2 separate regions of the Capra hircus genome follow, and region 1 is linked to region 2. Evidence: chromatin contacts called from public Hi-C data. All regions are on one chromosome and are shown on one strand. The core of a region is the stretch at or near the end of the contact, and the rest is flanking DNA. Distances in the headings are between cores, read along the strand shown. Region 1 holds the start of PRKAR1B (cAMP-dependent protein kinase type I-beta regulatory subunit). Region 2 overlaps LOC102173992.

The links. A called contact is a pair of places that touch in the nucleus more often than the background predicts.
Region 1: a Hi-C map of liver shows a contact between it and region 2, with 5 times the contacts expected there. The contact joins the promoter of PRKAR1B here to the enhancer-like site in region 2. A contact is called at or near these places in 3 of 5 Hi-C or Micro-C datasets (blood and liver).

Annotation. Positions count from the first base shown.
Region 1 is chr25:42,588,157-42,590,856 of ARS1.2, forward strand. PRKAR1B (cAMP-dependent protein kinase type I-beta regulatory subunit) reads left to right here and starts at 1,254. Exons shown (of 7, transcript XM_018040013.1): 1 at 1,254-1,347; 2 at 2,034-2,080. The coding sequence starts at 1,254.
Region 2 is chr25:42,393,229-42,396,131 of ARS1.2, forward strand. All of the region lies in intron 4 of LOC102173992, which reads right to left. Among named protein-coding and RNA genes, the nearest start is that of DNAAF5, 12 kb to the right of the region's middle. Within about 2 kb of position 1,328, at least 1 of the 5 cell types and tissues checked has an H3K27ac peak or open chromatin away from gene starts, as enhancers often do.

The sequences.
Region 1 (2,700 bases), core at 4-2,503, 190 kb after region 2:
GGGAGATGGTGAAGGACAGGGAGGCCTGGCGTGCTGCAGTCCATGGGGTTGCGAAGAGTTGGACACGACCGAGCAACTGGACAACAGAAACAGCGATGACGCTCGGTCGTATAAGCACACCGCGCCTTCCTTGTCCCTTCCTCTGCTGATGGGTGCTTGGGTTGCCTCCACGTCTCGGCTGTCGTAAACACTGCTTCTGTGAATGTTGGGCTGCACGTGTCTCTTCGACTCAGAATTCTCTCCAGTCCCGCTCTCAGGAGTGAGATTGCGGGATCATACGGCAGCTCTGCTCTTATTCTTTTTCGGGAACCTCCATACTGTTCTCAGAGTGGTGGCACCGATTTTCATCCCCACTGACAGTGTCGGGGAGGGGGTCTCAGGGGCTGAGGTGTGTCTGCAGGCAGGAGCGGGACTCAGCCCAGCAGAGGAAGGCATCCGTGCGGGTCGGTCTGGGGGCTCCTGCACCCCACCCTCCCTCACCTGCTCCCCCGCCTCCAGGGAGACAAAGAAGCATTTAAATAGACGAAAGCAACGGCTTTCAGACGTGTTTGTTTCCTGGGCCCGGGGAGCGGGCGGGTGCAGGCGGGCTGGGTCTCCGGCCCGTGTCTGTTTCCTGGGGGCTCCTCCACTGGCCCGTTTCCAAGACCACTGAGAGCCCTCTGCCCAAGGGGCCCCGAGTCTTGCTTCTCTTCTGGGGAGACAGGTGCCCGGGGGTGGGTGGCCTCCCAGGGATGGGGGTTGGTGGTTAGGTTCCGGTGTCCGGACCCTGGCCTTTGCGCCTGGTTGCTGTCCAGAGGAGGCTCCTGGGCGGTTGTGGACGCTCCCCCGGCCGGCAGGGTGTCCCCGGCTCCCTGCACCCCCATCCCGCTTGAGGGTCCATCTCACAGCAGACTCGGGAGACGAAACAGCCAGGCTGCCCGGTGGGGAGCCAGCCTCGAGCCTCTGTGCCCATCGAGCGAGCAGTTAAGAGAGTCTGGTTTCTTCCCGTTTCTGTGTCCAGCATCTCAGCTCCCTTAGATGGAAAGAGGTAGAAAAGGCGTCAGGACTGGTCGCCGTGTCCTTGTGGGAACGGCCCCCATCTGCGTTGTCTTCTGTGAGTGGAGTCTGTCCCAAATGATCCCGTCTTCATAAATCCTCAGGCTGCGCAGGACGAGGGGCCTTGAGCCCAGGGCTGGCGGGTCCCTGGGGTCTCCATCGCCTCCGAGCCGGGGAGCAGGAGCCGCGTGGAGGGCAGGGCGGCCCCCAGCGCCCCCATGGCCCCCACACGCCATGCTTTCTTTTGCAGCGACATCTTCGACGCCATGTTCCCCGTCACACACATCGCCGGGGAGACTGTCATACAGCAAGGTACGCCGCCAGCTCCTCCTCCCCGGGGCCGGAGCCCCCGCGAAGGGTTGGTTATTTACTTACGAATGTATTTATCACGAAACTCTTATTGTCTGTCCTCGAGACAGGTCATTATGACCCTGCATAACAGTCCGCTTCACAAGTTAGTGTGTGCTAATATGCTCTGACAACCTCAGCGCTCAGTCACGTCTGGTTCTTTACGACCCCACGGGCTGCAGCCCGCCCAGCTCCTCCGTCCATGGCATTAATCCAGGCAAATACTGGAGTGGGCAGCCATCTCCTCCGCCAGGGGATCTTCCCGACCCAGAGATCGAGCTTGCGTCTCCCCTGCGTCAGCAGGCAGATTCTTTTTACTGCTGAGCCACGGGGGACCTTCTCGTGGTTAGAAATATTGAGGAGCTGTGTTGAGTCCTGGAGGCTCGACAGCCGCGGACTTCAGCTGTCAGTGGTGTTGGGAGAGGACTCTCTGCAGCCTGACTGCGGAATCCGTTTCCTGGCGAGTGTGAAGTAGGTCACTGCGTTCCGCACCTTCGTACGCACAGCTCCCACTTACAGATTTTTAAAGATGGGTGAGACTCGGCCTTGCTGGGCGGAGGTCTGGGAAGCAACGTCGTAAGGTGGTTTGTTACCAGAAAGACGAGAGCCCGCCTTGCTCACATCACGCGTCTGTTTTCCTTCCCTCGCAGGGGACGAAGGGGACAACTTCTACGTGATCGACCAGGGAGAGGTGGACGTGAGTATCCCCAGCATTCTCGGGCCGGCAGCACCTGTCTGTGCCCACTCTCGGGTCTAGAGAAGGTCGTTCTGGGTGGTATGTTTCCAGTTTCTCAGTCCAGAAGCAACAGAGTTCACGTAGGAGATACTGCAGGCGCGTCCAAGCAGAGTGGGGCGAGGGCGGCTGGTGTCAGCCCGGCCACGGCCCCTGCCGTCAGTGCCCGCCGAGCCGACCGCGGCCCCAGGGCCCCGAGGGGGCAGCTCTGCTGCAGCTGGAGCCCGCGACGCGGCAGGCCGGCGTGGCGCACGCGCTTTGGACGCCCAGGGGCCTCGTGGCCCTGGCTCTGCGGTGGAACCAGGCTGCGTCCGTCCCGGGATGCCGTGCCCTCCGATTGTGTTCGCGTCCTCTCTTTACTGCCATGTCTCCGGCGGGGACACCCAGGCTCTTTTTGCAGAAACACCTCCTCCGTCACCTGACCGCAGGCCGAGCCCCGACCTCCCCTGGGGCCCCGCGCGGGCTCCTCCGAGCGTGCGGCTCAGCCTGTGCTGCCGCCCGCCCTCCCGCGCCCCCTCCTGCCTCCCTGTCACTCGGTAAGCGTGGCCCCCACACGGGCTGCCAGCCGTCCGCCTCCCCTGAGG
Region 2 (2,903 bases), core at 78-2,577:
TCGGATTCTGCTGTGCCGGATGAGACTTGGGCCCTAGCGCGCTAGAGATAAACTCCCTTCTTGCCTTTGCATTACCGTGGTGGACTTGCTCGCTCTCTCGGTCGGTTCGGAGATACGGGCTCGGAGCATAACAGATACAAGGGCCCTACTTTCTTTTTCTTTTTAATTTCAGAGACTTTGTGTGTTTTTTAAGCTGTCACAGTTCAGTTCAGCCGCTCAGTCGTCCGACTCTTTGCGACCCCATGAATTGCAGCACGCCCGGCCTCCCTATCCATCACCAGCTCATCACAGGTTCACATCGAACATCGCAGGGAGGCGCAAAGACTCCCAGCATGCCTCGGGCCCCTGCAGGCACAGCCTCCCCTTGACTCTGCAGAACGGAGAGCGTGCTTCCCCCCCAATGCCCTGGCCGCCCCCAACCAGATGCGGCCCACCGTCGGCCCCCAGGCTGCACATGGACGTGCCCCCCACCCTGGCTTCCCCGGCGGCCCCCTGCAAGGGAGGGCCCAGAGCATGGATGTGCCAGGGGGTGGACGGCCCCTCCAAGAGGAGGTCGACGCTGGGCCAGCGGATGCGCACGTCTGTCTGGCACAGGCAGTGCTGGCCACCAGCCAACATAGGGTGACCCTCCCCAGAGAGTCCAGACACCTCAGATGCCCAGCGCAGACCACGGCCCTCGTCTCAGGAACGGCCTTCTGCGCCCGGACAGGATTCGCTTCCATAGAAGCCACCGCCGGCTCTCCCGAAGCAGTGCTGGCCCCTCACGAGGGAAACCCAGTGTGACTGCTCGTCTCATCAAAGGCACAGAGTGAGCCTGGGTCAGCGGGCATTTGACCAGCGGGCCAGAGGGAAGCCACCACCGCCCCAGGATCAGGAGCGGCTGGACAGGCGTCCAGGGCCTCAAGGCAGCGCGGAGCAGCGTCAGCGAGGGCTCGGCCCAGAGGCCGCCCCAGCCCTCCGGGAGCAGACGGGCGGCCCCAAGCCCTCTCTGATCAGCCTGCTACAAACCTGCTCGTTTCTCTGAAATCATTTCCTCGGCACAAAGGTGCTTTCCAGAGGAAGAACAGCAACAACTGAAACCCATCAGACAGGAAACGCTGGAAAAGAGTAGCACAAGGGCGCGCCCACAGGAGCCGCCCCAACGCCGCGAGCGCGGACTCGGGAGCCGCCGGCCGCCGCCCGGGTGTTCGCGGAGAAGGGCCAGAACGGTGGGCTGCACGTCGCGTGCGTTTTACCACAGTAAGAAACGCTGCTGGGGAGAGAAACACCAGGGGCTTCCGCGGCCGGAGGTGAGGGAGCCTCCTGCCGGCGCGGGGGCCGTGGGCTCGACCCCGGCCCGGAAAGAGTCTGCGCGCCGCGGGGCGACGCCGCCCGCGCGCCAGCCGCTGGGGCCCCGGACCCTGCGCACCGCGCTAGAGGGCAGCCTGCCCGCCGCCCCCGCGGGGAGCCCGCGCACAGAACAGGCTCGGCACAGCCGGAGATAAGCAAACGATAGGTTTGGGGGAAAAGAAAAACCAAACGAAAAGTGCACACGTACACAATGACCCGCATCTGTAAGCACGTGCGTCCTGCAAGCAAGGAAAGTCCTGGGGAAGCGTCGGGTGGGCGCACTGGTGCGGCTCCACAACCTCTCCTGCTGCATTTAAACCCACCGAATCCCGGAGCGGCTCCGAGGCCGTGCTTTGCCTTGGGATACAGACTATTCTCGGAGAAGGCAATGGCACCGTACTCCAGTGCTCGTGCCTGGAAAATCCCAGGGACGGGGGAGCCTGGTGGGCTGCAGTCCATGGGGTCGCTAGGAGTCAGACACGACTGAGCGACTTCACTTTCACTTTTCACTTTCATGCATTGGAGAAGGAAATGGCAACCCACTCCAGTGTTCTTGCCTGGAAAATCCCAGGGACGCGGGAGCCTGGTGGGCTGCCGTCTATCGGGTCGCACAGAGTTGGGCACGACTGAAGCGACTTAGCAGCAGCAGCAGCATGGGCTATTCTGCCTCAAGATTCCACCTGAGAACAAGTCCGCCTCCTCACAAGCTGCCTCACTGAGGCCTGGACGCAGGGCACTGCACCTTGGCCAGGGCAGCACCCCAGCAGCTAGGCCATCCCTGCCCGCCTGTGTGGACAGCTGCCGCCTCCGCGCTTATCAAGGCCATGGACATATGCTTCCTCCTCACCACACAAGGGGAGAAACGTGTTCCTCCCCAGGCTTCCTTCCTCCTGCAGAGAGGGGCCCGAGACCAGGCCCCAAAGCAAGAGCCTCTCCTGCCCCTGGTCACCCTGGTCCGCAGGTGCAGCAGGGAGTGAGATGCTCATGGGTTTGAGAACACCTAGGGCGCTTCGCGTTTGGGGATCTCCGGTCCATGTGAGCATCCAATGCAAATCTCAGGGACTCTCCCCAGGAAAACATACCCGCTTATAAAAGCTCGCAGGCGATTTTGGAGACTCCACCCAGTCAGCCTGAAGCCTGGAACCCTGGCCTTCAGGTCACCCACCTTCTCCAAAGCTCAGTCCTCACCTGTCAAAGGCAGGTAGGAAACTGCCCCTCCACGCGAGAACCATCAATTAATCCTCCTAAACTTCTGTGCCCGCCCCAGCCTCTCCCCCGCAGGCTCCAAACCCACAATCTCTTTGATGACTCAGACCCTCCAAGGCACTTCTCTTGTCTTTCTGTCCAACCCTGCCTCTCCCCACCACCCCCTTCTTGGCGAGAGGCACCCCTTCACTCGGGACTCGGGCCAGTCCTAGGAGTCACGGGCCAGGCCTCACTCCTCACCCTACCTCCATCCCCCAGCAGGACCCGGAAGGCCCCCCCGAGCCTCTCACTCCACGTCCACTCCCCCCAGGGGACAGAAGCAGCCCCTCTCCCGCCAGGTGTAACAACCTCAAGCGTCTCCGGCCACT